2 separate regions of the Mus musculus genome follow, and region 2 is linked to region 1. A link is a contact called in public Hi-C data. All regions are on one chromosome and are shown on one strand. Each heading gives the region's core, a stretch centred on a gene start, on an enhancer-like site or on the middle of the called end of the contact. The rest is flanking DNA. Distances are from core to core; before and after follow the strand shown.

Region 1 (7,545 bases), core at 3,240-5,739:
AGAGGAAGAAAGAGGAAGATCCTGAGAATGGGGCTCTGCAGAGGGATTCATTACATACACATGGCCAGAAAGCTCAGCTAATTATTTCAAATTTTTGCATTTGTCTTGTTCATTTGATTTGCAGGTAGTGAACTGATATTTCTACTTGGTTCAAACCTTCAGTGCCAGCCTTTAGCTATTGTCTGCCTGCTTACCCCATTCCTTGTGTCTAAAGGGAGAGGTTATGGCTCTCCAAACTATGTTTTTATTTCAGATAAAGATCACAATTCTATTTTAAGGACCATAACTCCCAGGAAACAGTGTCTTCTAGACACAATAGTAATGATACACTTGAACTCACAGAGACCACAACTGCATGCATGAGTTCAAACCAGACAAAATCCCAGCACAGAGAAGGGGAAGTGGACATGAAGTCCTACCCCTAACCAAGAAACCCCTTACAGTTGATAGCTGCTGAGAAAGAGGTCAGAAAAATCATTTTCCTCAAATGGAGTGTCACTATAGCAACCATACTTGAGGCTTGAGGGCAGGCCCCATGCCCAGGAGTAGTTGGCCAACATAAAACAGACTTTTCTTTTTGATGTGTGTGTGTGTGTGTGTGTGTGTGTGTGTTTTGGTTTGACTTGGTATCTGTTGTCTCTTCTTTCTTTTTAGTTTATATGCTTTGATTTTGTGTTCTGATGTTTTTCTGAGTTTTTTTTTTCTTTCTGTTTTTCCTTTTTTGAGACAGAAATCACATGAAGTTGGGTGAATAGGGAGGTTGGGGGAATCTTGGGGGAACAGGGGGAGGAAAAAGAATATGATCAAATATATTGTTTGAAAAAATTAAGTAAAACTATTTAAATGACAAACTTTCACCATCCTAATGTGTACCTCTGAGATCCTAACTTCCTCAAGAAAGAAGGCCAAATGCTCTTCTGTGGAAGTGATGCTGAGCTGAGCTGTAAAAGACAAGCAGAAGTAGGGCTTTAGGAGTAGAACAGGGATTCATCTTTTGTTAGGCTGAGAAAGAGGTAGGGTGACCCAGATTTAGCAAATGAGCACAGAGGAGAGCAGAGGCCGATGAGGAGGGCAGCACTGGGCAGAAGCTGGGCAGGGTCATCTGGACCACATTGGGATTGTGGTCTTTATCCAAAGACTGACCTGAGTTCTGACACTGTCAAGTGTCTGACTAATCAAGAAACAATTTCTGTAGCTCTGTGTAGAGCAGAGCAGTGTGCTGGTGATGGTAGGGTGCCATCAGTAGCAGGCTGAATGAGCGAGTGCAATACTAGGTCCCCAGCTTGTTTCCTCATCGTTGATTGCAGGCATAGAATGCAGGTGCTGCCTGTGCCCTGAAGTATTCACCACCTGACCCTACCTGCCCTTGGGGTTTGGAAGTGAGGTGGCTCAGAGTCAACGATACCGGCTCCAGGAGCAGGTGAGAATTGCTGCAGCAAGCTCATCTGAACATGGACACAAGCTTCTTTAATACCCTCCACCCAGGCCCCATTGGTTCCAAGAAAGCAACTCTTCTAAACAGCAGTTCCCTATTGGCTGGCATTGTCTGCTCCAGCAATCCTTGGTATCTCAGGCAGTCCTCAACTAGCTCCTCTTGCAGGAGATAGTTTTGCGGATGCATGACCCCTGGCATTTACATAGAAGTGGCCCTGAAGTTCCTTTTACATGCAGGCCCTTCTATATTGGCCTCACCCCTCCTCATATAGCACAGCTATAATCCTAAAGGCATGCTGCTAGGCTTCTAATCACAATAAAGAAATCTGCCTGCCCCATAGAGGAAGAATCTGGGAGTGTTCTGAGGCAGGAGATGGAAGTCCTGCCTCCAGGAGCAACCCTCAGCCATGGAAGCCAAGGGACCATGAACAGTAGTGACAATGAGAAGGCTTCTACATGTGCTTCAGAAGGTCCTGGGTAAGTTCCATTAACCAAAGACCCTCAAAGTGCTCATCTCACTTGTGTACCCTGCATTAGCCTTTATTTTATTCTGCCTGTCCTTACTTCTGATCCCTAGGACTATTTCTCCCTCAATAAGTAGCACAGGAAATGTAGCGTTCTGCTCCCCATATGTGTTACAAAGGGAGGTGGAAGCAAAGCGGTTGTCTAGAATAAATGATAAAAGCTTTGGCAAGGGAAGGAACTACGACAAGGGGAGACTGGAAAGCTACTTAGAAGGTGAAATCAAGCTTGTGCCTAGATGTGTTCTCCAGAATCATTCTTTTTCTTACATCTCTTGATGATCAGTACAACCTAGTGCTGGTCCACAGCTCATAACATGGCCAGAGCAGCGAGCGGTATGGTGGTGTGCTGTAATCCTGATTTACAGTTGTACAAAGGGCCACCGTATATGGACATGGAACTCAAAAGCCATTGCAAAACCAGGCTCCCAGGGGATGGAGGTATTTCCAAGCAGTCCTAAATTTAGCTGAATTTATAATGGGCTTTTAGCTGATATCTGGCATTTGTGGAGCCTTCAGGTAAGTCCCCCATAGTCAGGGCCATCACATGGAAATGAAAATTAATGCCGTAACAGGGAGAAGCAAGGAGCCTGAGCTGAGCTGTTCTTTATCGGCCATGCACTTTAGGTCGCACTCCAGTTCTGAGACATGAATACTGCTTTCTCTGTCTTAAAGGTAAAGAAATGAGGTCTTCAGAGTCATGATGGTTGTCCCAGAGTCACGGGACCAGGAATCAACAGAGGAGCTACCCACAGCTTTAGCTTGGGTCTGGTGACTCCAGAGGCCATTAATGCACACCCCCAGACCTCCTTTAAACTTCTCTGCCCCACAGGGTGGAGCACCTAAGTGACCAACCATCTGTCTCTATGTGGGGTTAGTTGAGTATTTGATTGCTCATTAGGTTCTTAGTTGGAGGATAAGGAACAGAATAGTCTTCAGAGGAGGAAAACGAAGAGCCATAACCTTCAGCAGATATGAGGCAATACTGAATGTCTTAGAAGGCACGTGGGGTTGTCATTTTCAACACCCAACGAGAAGAGTAGCAAGAACTCGAAGCAACTGTCTTCAATGTCCTTCTAGCTACAGGAAACCCAGAGAAATGTTAGCCAACACTGCGACAAATCAATTAGGTGACAATCAACCTAATATGAGAAAGGGTTTCTTTTGGGTCATGGTTTTAATAAGAGGTTTTGGTCCTATAGTCTGTTGGCATTGTTGTTTGGATCCTGTAGCATGGCAGACTATCATGAACTAAATACATGGTGGAGCTAAGCTACTCACTTATGGCTGCTGGAAGTAGAGAGAAGAGAGCATCTAAAGTCCCAGTGTTTCTGTCAAGAGCGCCCCCTTCTTCTATGGATGTAGTTGCCTCTCACTAAGACAAATCTCTTAAAGGTTCTTCCATCTCCTAATAGCACCTAACTAGAAACCATGACTTTAACATCTTCAAAACATTGAGCTGTAGAAGGCATGGAATATTGTCTTCAGTATCCAGTGGGCTGCTAAGAGGTTGACCTGGGCTTGCAGGGGCACAGCCATTTTGAGAGATCCCACTCTACTGTGACAACACATTCCTCTTATTTGTGCAATAACACTAGCCGCCCCCTCCTAAGATCACTCCTGAGAAGATGAGCGAGGGGAGTAGAAACCACTCACCTGAACACTGCTCCTCAACCTTTAATGTTGCCACCCTTTAATACAGTTCCTCTCGTGGTGACCCCCAACGATAAAATTAAATTATTTTTGGCGTTACTTCATAACTGTAATTTTGCTATTGTTAAGGACTGTAATGCAAATATGTTTGGAGCTAGAGGTTTGCCAAAGGGGTTGAGACCCACAAGTTGAGAACGCCTGTGCTAGAGCCTTACCAGGAGGCTTGGTAACAGAGGTGAAGGTGACCAGCACACTGAGGCTCAGGCACAGTGATGGGGCATGCAAAACAATACTCACATTGTTCATGTGTGGGCCAAGGGTGGACACACCTCTTAATAGAGAGGGAGGGAAAAACAGATAAAAGAAGAAACAGAAAAGACGGGTCCTTGGAGCAGCCTCAGATCTGATCACCTTTCCATTTTGTGGCAGTTGGAATTCTCTTTCACTTAAGGTTGTAAAGTGAAACCTTCCTGCGCTGGGTTTGGGGGGTCACTCTGTTGCTGCAGTGCATGATGGGAGATTCCCTTGCATCCATGGCAAAACATCCCCTTGGAAAGAGAAGTCATGACCAAGGTTATAAGCATAATTTCTCCAGGCAGCAAAACAGAGTGGCCGTGCGTGCACCGGCTGTTCCTTTTCTCCTTGACCTGGCAAGCAGACGTCAGAAGGAAAAGGCTGACAGCATCATGTTTTAAAACAAATCCTCGGACTTAACCAAAGTCTCAAAAGCAAAAGGGACGTTACTTTTGAAGTCTATTTATGTTTCTTCAGCTTTCGTTTCTTCCAGTGATTTTTATCAGTTTCCACGGTGGTTACTAAAGCAGCCAAAGCCATTCCACTCTGCACCGTTTCTTTTGGAACCATTTGCTGCATGTGCACCCTCTGTAGGGTAGGAAAATGATTTCCCTGGAAGCCAGAAGTCACACAGTTGCGCCATCCCTCCGGAGCTCCATCCAGTGAAAGAACCCCTATTATAATTAAAGCCCTATTACCCTTTTATGTTATCTCCTCTTCTATAAAGGAAAGCTAGTCCAGCTGCCAGAGCACAGGGTGACACAGATACAATGTGATGTGTCAAGCACTCGAGTTTCTCTTTTATGACATCAGCTTTTATAACTTCACAGTCAACCCACCAACAAACTATAAACTCAACTTATTGGAAACAGACATATCAATCATGAGGAATCGCTTGTCAGCATCTGCCCCTGGCCTTTTCTGCACACAAGTTTGGCCTTAGCCAAGGAGCAGAAGCCCAGCTCCACCGTGCCATGTGTAGACACATGCCTGGGGTCACCTGGCACATGGCTCCAGAGAGAAACATCCATGCCGTATCCTATGATGGTTTGCATGATATTAATGGGTTTTGTACCATGGCCTGGCTCTTTTCAAAGCTTACTGCACAAGAATGCAGATTCTATGAGTGCAGCCAAATATTACCCACAAAAAAATATTTTCTAATCTATTTGTGGCCACAGAAATGTCTCTGCTTTTGTGATCCCAGAATGCATGGCAGAGCTTGGGGACCAGATTCCACTTCAAAGAACGTGCTTAAAGCAGACAGCAGCCTCTTTAGGTCTGAGTAGCAATGGGGAGAATCTAAAGCCTGTTTTCATGCATATTCTATTCTGTCCGGTCTCCAACTCTTCTTTGCTACACACTCACTCGGAAATGATGCCATCGCCACCATATTATCCGTATGCACAAATAGACCGCTAAGACCAGTGCTTCAAAAACGCTTGGGAGCTCTTTACTGTAACAGCTGTGTTCTCCTTACGGGTGTTCCCTGCTCTGTGCATGACTCGCTTCCCTCAATATCTGGGTGTTCAGCTGCAGATGAGGAGCATTTCCGTGCAGTTTCGTGATGCAGGCACTGCTAAAAAACATGTCTCCATGGCAACCACAGGGTTGCCTCATACAACAGCATTCAGATGTTAATGACCACAGAGGCATTTTTTTTTAATGTAGAGCATCAGCTATGTCTATAGAGGATTTGTTTGTTTTGATGTTCTATGTTTCTGTTGAGAGCTTTTAGGGGAAATGTCTTGTACTCGGAGAATACTTTGTCCACAGCATTTCCTCCCATGGCTTTAGTTCACCACACAGATTTCTTCTTTTCGAAAAGAAGAAGAGTTCTTCTGGGGAGATGATGCCATCGTTCATCTCTGCCCTGACACTTCAGATTCCCAACAAGTTGTTTCAATGCTTTGAATCTGAAATCCCTATTTTCTCAGCCTCAGTGGGATCTGGCCCCCTCAATGCTTGCTCAAGGGATGTTCACAGGAAATCCAGGTGCTCAAATGGGAGTGGGGCTTCCCATCCCTGCCTACACTGCAATCACAGACTCGGGGCAAGAATGTGGACAGCCCATTGGCACTCAGTAGCCTGCTCCTGTTAAGCATTGTAAGGGATGAAGGCACTTTTTGAACCTCCTCATAAGGTCAACAGGCTAGCCCACTGTATCATTAGCATCAGAGAGGAAAGATATCGTTCCTCTATAGTAATGCTCTCAACAAAGAAGGCAGAAAGGATTCTGAGGGGACGTTGGGCAAGTCTGTTTTGTTGTCACAAAATTGACAGTGGGTTACTACTGTTATGTCACAGGTAGAGTCTGAAGATCCTATCCAACAATGCCCTGGAAGACCCTTCTTCTCCTATACCAACAATGAATGATCCAGCTCAAAATGTTCTCTGTGCTGAGGAAGAAGCTGGCATCTCCGTTGCACACAACTGCACTGGAATCCCAGCACAGTGTGGCTCCATAGCAATTCCCAGCTCTGCTTCTATCAATGGGAGGCTAGCCCAGGCTTATTTATTAACTGTGTGAGGAATGCCTGTATGTCTGTCTATTCACCAGAGAGCTCTGGGGCAGAGACGAGCTTTCTTGTGCTGAGAGAGTTTGCAGCCTATGCTAATCCCTCCTGGAAAGCCATCCGTCCCTGAGTTATGACCTAGATCGACATTGTCTCACACTGCCTCTCTGTTATTAAAATTCCTTTCTGCACAATTCATGCAAACATAAATCCTTCCTTTAAAGTCTAATAAGACTTCCAGAAAATTAGATTCTCCATTTTAAAAGTTGTTATTTAAAGCATTATAATCTCAGTTTCCTCTCTCTCTCTCTCTCTCTCTCTCTCTCTCTCTCTCTCTCTCTCTCTCTCTGATTTTCTTTCTCTCCAAATCTAGATCCTAGATCAAGTAAAGGCAGAAAGTGTACAATGTAACCATTCAGAGCCCATCTCATAATCACGTGTATAAGCCCTTTCCTTGCCTATTTGTCAGTTCTGCTCTATCACTGGATGAAGATTTAGTCCTTAAAATGTGATTCATATGTGATATCAATATGGCCAATTTTTTTTGTTTGTTTTCTGCTCTGTTGGAAATAAGAGGTGGAAGCATGAGGGAAGAAGAACTCCAGGAGCCACTAGCATGGGAGCCAGCAACAGATTCCACTGGACAAATTCTCCTCCGCCCCCACCCCCCAGTTCTCATTATTGGCGTTCTTGCTTTTTTCCAAAGTATGTGTGGCTAAGTCATACCAAGGCAAACTCAGGTCAAGATGACAAACATCTAGGTCCTTAGAGTATCAAACCCACTTGCTCACATCCATGGGAGAAAATGATGTCAAACTAAGACAAGAACCTTGCTTGGCCTCTCATTAGAGAGGGAGTGGGCTGGGCCAAGCATGAAGTGGCTCACGATCCATTTTGTAAAGCTATGGTTCTCTCAAAGATATCCCAGATTGGAGAGAGTGGTTTCTAAGGACTTATCAAGTTTCAGCACTAGCTCTTCATAGCTGTTACATCTAAGACAACACTTAAGACATCTAAGTAGCATGGTGTCTCAGAAGCTGACATGGTTACATTAATAAGCTAAGCATATGCACATTGACTAAGGAAGGTGCTGAGATGCTGTATCTGATGACCACTTTCCAGTGGAA
Region 2 (7,545 bases), core at 3,247-5,746, 300 kb after region 1:
TGTTCAGTTTCCTCACAATGTTCCACAGGCACAGAACATACCAGGAAACCAACGGCAGTCACTTCCAGAACTTTGTAACATTTTAGAAGGACTGGACATGAAGTCTTGACCAAAAGGGTTCAAAAGGCAGCTCCGTCTCAGTTTATTCTTCAGTCAAACAGAACAGGAGGGAAGCCAAGGGCAAGGCTGGAGGGGGATGGGCGGCAAGAACAGTGAGACATACATTGAAATACATCTCTCTGAGTCAAAGAACCAGAACACTGGGTCTGCCCTGCTGGCCCAGGTCACCCAGGATCATCCAGCTGTCTTAGAGTTAAATGTTTTCCTTCCAAATCTACTGAATAGAAAAATCTGCATGTGTTGCAAGCTGGATATAATCTGTTTTCTTTCTTTCCCATGAGGGAGTTAAGAGCGTTGGAAAGGAGGCAGGATTAGACTAGTGGTATACACCCGTGATCTGACCATGTGGAAATGAGGCAGGAAGATCAGGGCCAGCCTGAGCTACATAGCAAAACCTATGTCAGAACAAATGGGAGTGGTAGTTTAAAGGAGAGGATGTAAGGACGTGAACAAGAGTTTCAGGGGGGCAGAAATAAGAGTTTAAATTGACTGACCAATACAAAATTCTAAAACCCATAAGAGCTATCCTAGAAGCTGGGTGCCCTTGTGCATACTATGCAAATGAACTACAGCCCCAGCTTTGTCTTGAGGTCTTTTGACTTTTCAAACACATTCAACAAAAAGAAAACTAACAACCTGTCGCGTCCACTCTCGACCAGCAAGAACGACACGACCACCAGTCCTTCTAACAACAGTTTATTCAGCACACTTCAGTCTTCATCTCTCTCGCTTCATCTTTTACCTCATCTTTCTCCCCCGAACCCCGGGCCTCTCACTCTTGTATACTCTCAGTCCTCATCCACTCACAGCAGGCCACGTCACCTCACCAGGCACGCAGCTTCAGCCAATCAGGGCGGCAGGGGCATGTCTCCACCAAATATGGACTTATTTAAACTGCCAGCATCATGGTGCACCTGTGCAGCTCTCACGATGGTCGTGGCTTATTTTCAGGTGTAAGAGGAAGTCAGGTGCAAGTCATAAGACTTAGCCGCAGTCCCGGGCACCATCTTGGGACTGCTGCCATACCTGCTCCTCACAACAACACAATTTAGAATGGGGAAAAAAGAAAAGAAAAGAAAAGAAAAGAAAAGAAAAGAAAAGAAAAGAAAAGAAAAGAAAAGAAAAGAAAGGGAAGGGAAGGGAAGGGAAGGGAAGGGAAGGGAAGGGAAGGGAAGGAGGGAAGGGAAGAAGGGAAGGGAAGAAGGGAAGGGAAGGGAAGGGAAGGGAAGGGAAGGGAAGGGAAGGGAAGGGAAGGGAAGGGAAGAAGGGAAGGGAAGGGAAGGGAAGGGAAGGGAAGGGAAGGGAAGGGAAGGGAAGAAGGGAAGAGAAGGGAAGGGAAGAAGGGAAGGGAAGGGAAGAAGGGAAGGGAAGAAGGGAAGGGAAGGGAAGAAGGGAAGGGAAGAAGGGTAGGGAAGGGAAGAAGGGAAGGGAAGGGAAGAAGGGAAGGGAAGAAGGGAAGGGAAGGGAGAAGGGAAGGGAAGAGGAGAAGGGAAGAGGAGAAGGGAAGAAGAGAAGGGAAGAGTAAAAAGAAGAGAAGCCTAAACACACACCTCACCAAAGAATGTAAGCCAGCAAAAGAAGCATATATGAAAAGAAACTCAAAATAAATACATATAAGAAGAGTAGCAAATTAAAAGAAGAAACTATTGTACACGTTATAGAATATCCAAAAATTCAGAGCAACAAACACTATGGAAAACAGCTTAACAGTTTCTGTAACCATAAACCTTCCCTCACATGACACACCTGTTATACTTACTATTGTGAATTGTACTGATTTGAAAACTTCTGTCCACACAGAGACCAGGATATAGATGTTAATAGCAGTTTTATTGACAATTTCCAGAATTGTGAAACTTCCAAGGTGATTGATTTTCAGTAAGTGGATGGATCTCTGTTGTCTTTGACAATGGAATTGTGTTTCCACACTAAAACAAAATGAGCTACCAGGCTGTAAAAAGACACAGAGAAACTTTCATAAACATAATTGAGGAGAAGAGAATAAGGAGGAAGAGGAGGAAGCCACCAAGCTGAAAAGGCTATGTGTTTTCCAGCTCTAACTCCACTGCACTCTGGAATAGACAAAACTGGGGGAGGAGAGTGAAAGAGCAGAGCAAAAGGATCATTATAACTGTGGACTTTGAGTGATAACCAGCTACCTATATAGGCTCACTCAAGGTGCTAGGGAGATGATTTTGTGGTTGGTGTGCATACTACACAAGTGTGAGGACAGGGGTTCAAGTCCCCAGCACCCAAGTAAAAGCTGGGCAGTTATGGCAGCCAGCATGCAATCCTAACATATAGTAGATGGAGATGGGGACTTGTAGAGGGCAAGCTGGCTAGCTAGACTGAGCAAATTGATGAGCTCTGAGTTCAGCTAGTTACCCTGCTTTAGTAGATACAGTGAAAAGAGATAGATAGATTAAAATCTCCACATCATGTGTATACACACATATCCACAAACATGCAAGCACACATACACTCAAACCTCTTCTCTCTCTCTCTCTCTCTCTCTCTCTCTCTCTCTCTCTCTCTGTGTGTGTGTGTGAGTGTGTGTGTGTGTGTGTGTGTAAGGATGTATAGGAAATGTCTGTACCATCTTAGTTTTGCTGTGAGCCTAATACTGCTCTAAAACATAAAATTCATTTTAAATGTACTTATGAATTTACTTTATACCAAAGCGGGATTGAATCTGATATTTTAAAACTTGTCTGGATTTTTTTTTATTTAAAAAAAGGGGGGCAAAAGACTGTAAACATCAGTTACAACCATTATCATGGCAGATATTCTGCAAAAATCCATAAAGTGAGTGAAAAATATACTCTGGAAGTGTCACCTATATCCTCCTCGCTTGAATCTGAAGCACCATTTGACAGCCATTATACGGTACATGTCAAGATAAGTCACTGAGGAAGCAGAGACCCAGACTCAAGTTCTGACCAACCCTTGTGGGAGAGGGAGGAAGAGGAGGAGTGGGGCTTTGAAAGAGAAATGTCCCAGCTCCATCCCAGTCCCCGTTAATCTCACTCAATTGAAGACTTGGTTCCCAGTCGGTGGTGCTGTTTGGGAAGGCGTGGAACCTCAGGGAAGTAGGTCACTGGAAGTGGACTTTGGGGGTTTATATCCAATCCTGTTTCCTGTTCTCTCTGCTTCTTGTATGTGCGTGGAGTTATCACCCAGCTTCTGCCCCTTCAGCCATGATTTCCCCGACTGTTGCCACACCTCCCACATCATGATGGACTCTTTCTATCCTTTCTTAAACGAAAGACAAAATAACCCTTTCTTCCTGAAACCACCTTTGTCTGGGCATTTTACCACAGCAACTGAAAAAAAAATGGAGAGGGGGAGAGGAGAGGGGGAGGGGAGGGGAGGGGGAGGGGAGGGGAGGGGGAAGGGAGGGGAGAGGAGGGGAGGGGAGGGGAGGGGGAGGGGAGGGGAGAGGAGGGGAGGGGAGGGGAGGGGGAGGGGAGGGGAGGAGAGAACAGGGAGTGGGGGGGGATGGAAATAAAACAGGACAGACTAGAAGGCATTCTATGAAGTCATCCTTTGTCCCACACCTTCCATTTGCACACCAGCCTAAGGGCTGTAAATGGCACAAAAGAAATACCAAATGCTCTCTTTGTCCTTAAGAATCTCACAGTCTTGTGAATAATGAGAAAATATACTAAACAGAATGGAACAACAATAGAAGCAATTCATTATACTGGGTAGAACCAATGGCAAAAATATCTGAGAAAGCCAAGTTTGTGGGAACCTGAAGACTAAAAGCTACATGGGAAGAAAAGACAGTTGTGGCAACCCCTGGTCCCACAGAGCATGCCCCAGCCCCAGCAGAAGGTCAAGAAACCCCTTATGGTGTTCTCTGAGCTGGTTCTGCAGAACTTTCTAGAACCTTCTGAACCACTCTTTCCCACAGGTTCAGCACTGCCCGGTGACCTAGCACTCACTGTACTCTCCCATCGCATGCTTGCTGTTTCTCTGACAGACCTAGGAATTCGGTGTCCCCACAGACTCTTCCCTCTCAGCAGAGGGCAGGGAGCAAGGTCATCCTCGGCTCTCCTTGAGTGTCCCTGGTTGGCTATCTTCCTCCTCGGGATGCCCACTCACCCCCACCCCCACCCCCACCCCATGCACTCTTGATACTCTTCCATTCTTCCGGTCACAGACTTTTTATCTTTCCTTTCTCCTCGCCGTGTCTAATGCATCTTCTTGGCCCTAGTGGTTTCTTCTGAGTGTTCCTGCGTGGGAGTTTGCTCTTACAGCTCACTTCATTGCCCCATTTTTAATAACTAGGAAGTGTTCCAGCCAAGAGCCTCCTATTGCAGAAAAGAAGTGGATTCCGCATTCCATTGTCCGCTTGCACCCTCCGCCGTGAGGGCCGAAGGAGGCACCTACTAAATCATTCCGGCATCTTCCTCAGCCAAAGCAATCATGGCTGCCGGTCCAACACCGTCTGCTGGCCTCTCTCCACTCTGCTGTGCTTCTTGCTCTCCCACTGCCCCCTGCTCATCGGCCTACACTAGAAAGGACATGGGGGGTGGGGCAGTATCGGAGACTGAACCCAGAGTTAGCACTCTATTACGGAGCTAGTCCCCCAGGCCTCAAGCAAGGATTTTAATTCAGTTCCACTCCAGCAAAGAAAAGGCAACTACAGGCACCCTTACATGAGAGGGAATGAACGTTCTCTTGGCAATTATAATAATGTCCCCAGTTTGGAGCTAGAGTTAAGCATCTGCAGCAGTTAGAAAATTGGGTCTCACCACCCCCTCCCCTCGCACCACCACCACCAGACTCAAACTGAATGAAAACCACCTTCCTGGTGTGGGGATTTCCCCACTCCCACCTTCACGAGTAAGTGTAGGAGAGGCCCCACATCTGTGACCACCAAATGAACGTGCCAATGGGTGCCACACAGCCAGAGAAGAGAAGGCATCATTAGGTCTGTGATGAGGGCTGCAAGGATGGAAGATAAAGGGTAAAAATCACAGCTAGGTTAAAGCAGGAAACATCGTGACACATGAAACCCTCGTAGTCTGACTACCACTACGAGGCTTTCTATGGGAAAGCCGTGTACTTGTTGCTGAGACAGCTGGTTTTCATTACAGCCATACGAAGTTTAAAAATAAATATACCCACCTCAAATTCAGTGCACATTCAATTCTAACAAAATGGACACCCAGGCTCAAGTCAAACCGTTTGAACTCCATACCAAGAAGAATCAGTGTTATTGTTCTTGTTATGGCCCGAACGGTTTGTGCCTTTGGAGGTTTGGAGGTCGCTCGCTAAAACAATGGCAACTTTCATGTCCAATTCCAGGAACTGCATAGACGACCCTGAGAGGTCTGTCATTGGCTCTTCCTCCCACTCCCAAATACAAACAAATAAATGAGTGCTGAAGCCCTGAAGGGCTGAAGGGAAGCAGAACAAATTAGGCCTGAGGACGACCATGGCCTCTTACCCCACTGAACAGCTCCTGGGTACATTCTCCGAGGAGAGTTCAGAAGTGGTCTAGATGCAGCGACACACATGCAACAAAGGACAGAGGCCCACCCAGAAGACATGGGAGCCTGCTATGGGGATGACAAAAACTGGCTGAGGGCCAAGCCTGCCCCCTCCCTCAACAGTGAGGCAGAAGCTAGAGAGCTAATGTAGACATTGTGGACCAGTTACACACCACACCAAGAACAATGTTGAGTGCAAGAATAATGCCTGCCATTGTCCTTCTGAAACCTTCCATTCCTAACTACATTTTTTTTTAATTATTCACTTTTTAGATCCATCCTTCATGACTATATCAGATCATCGTATCCTGTTGGGTCAGTGCCTGGTGTGTCTGTACACAGCAAGTATTTGTCATTAAATTAACTATAATAAAATATCATTAACTAAGACCAAGAATTATTGTATTACAAACCTTTTGGTTTCTCACAGGAAAAAAAAAAACTATTCTTAAACCCCATCTTTTTGGCCACCCAAAATTGAGCATCTGAAAAAGTCACAAGAGAATTATAATGAGAGAGGCCCCCACCCCACAGTCCCCCAAGGAAACAGAGGGTTCATAGCAAGTGGGTGAATTTACAAAAGAATCTTATAAAGGTTGACCTGATTCTCATAGCCTGCTATGCAGACATAGCCATGGCCAAGATGTCCCAATACCTCCCTAGAGTAAGAAGCCACCATCACATTATCCACGAAGCCTCAACAGGCAATTTTAGGAAATTTTGCAAATTGGATTTGTGAAAATGATAATCTCATTAATCACTAGTCTATAGCTGAAAAGAAACCTTTTATGCTTTTTTTCCTTACAGAATATTACCGCTATCTTGCAAATCTCTTCACCCTGTCTAATCTCAGCTAACTTAGGACATCCTAACTTCCACCTATGTACAGAATGGTCACGTGAAGCCAAGAAAACCAGCTGTCCAGGATTTCCCCAGTAGTCTGTGGAGCTGACGGATGCTAAGCACTCCTGCAAAGCATGGGCTGCATAGGAATAGTCGGAGGAGCAGATGTCAGTGGTAAAACAAACAAATCAAAGTAATTAGTGCTAAAAAATGGACTTATGAGGGTATTGCTAGGTCTTCTCATGCCGCACATGAACCAGGACTCTCTTCCTTAGGATGGTTTTAAAATATTTATTTTATTATTTATTTTATGCATGTGAGTTCACTGTGTTACTCTCTTCAGACACACCAGAAGAGGGCATCAGATCCCATTACAGATGGTTGTGAGCCACCATGTGGTTGCTGGGAATTGAACTCAGGACCTTCTGGAAGAGCATTCAATGCTCTTAACCACTGAGCCATCTCTGGAGCCCTCTTCCCTAGGATTTGCTCATACTAATCCTAGAGAGTTGAGACAACATTGAGTTGGCCTCTTTTTTATTGTTTTTTGAAGAATATAGTCTGGTATTTGTATGGGTTTTGCCTACATGTATGCCTGTGTACCCTTCAGTGTCAAAGGAGGACAGATGAAGGTGTCAGGTCCCTAGAATTGGAGTTTTCAGACAGCTATCAGTCATCCTGTAGCTATGAACAGAACCTGAATCCTGGAGAAGACTAGCCAATACTCTGAGCCATTTCTCCAGACCCATCCTGTGGCTCATCTTTCTGTTAGTTCTCATCCCTTTAACTATGAGCATCATCATGGACCATTCCCTGTCATCTGATGACCCCAGTTATCCTGGTCCATCATCCCTGTTTGTTTCTCAGGGGGCTGCAGCTCTTCTCTTTAATTAGAAATGTGACTTGGAAATGGTCTTCCTAAAATCCTTCCCGTGTCCCTTGTCAAGAAGCTTACTTAGACAGCTCTAACGTTGGTATATATTATTCACATCTTATCATCTTAGGAGATGATCCTAAAGGGGGTGGGAGTGGATACCAAGTCTTACCTAACCAAGAAGCTATTTGCAATTGATAGCTGCTG

The links. A called contact is a pair of places that touch in the nucleus more often than the background predicts.
Region 2: a contact with region 1 is called in a Hi-C map of uterus, with 1.9 times the contacts expected there. The contact joins two enhancer-like sites. A contact is called at or near these places in 3 of 484 Hi-C or Micro-C datasets (3T3-L1-derived adipocytes, differentiating embryonic stem cells and uterus).

Annotation. Positions count from the first base shown.
Region 1 is chr9:30,528,737-30,536,281 of GRCm38.p6, forward strand. No RefSeq gene overlaps it. Among named protein-coding and RNA genes, the nearest start is that of Snx19, 110 kb to the left of the region's middle. Within about 2 kb of position 4,490, at least 43 of the 459 cell types and tissues checked have an H3K27ac peak or open chromatin away from gene starts, as enhancers often do. A contact at or near this core is called in uterus, where this site is marked.
Region 2 is chr9:30,829,470-30,837,014 of GRCm38.p6, forward strand. No RefSeq gene overlaps it. Among named protein-coding and RNA genes, the nearest start is that of Gm31140, 47 kb to the right of the region's middle. Within about 2 kb of position 4,497, at least 28 of the 459 cell types and tissues checked have an H3K27ac peak or open chromatin away from gene starts, as enhancers often do. A contact at or near this core is called in uterus, where this site is marked.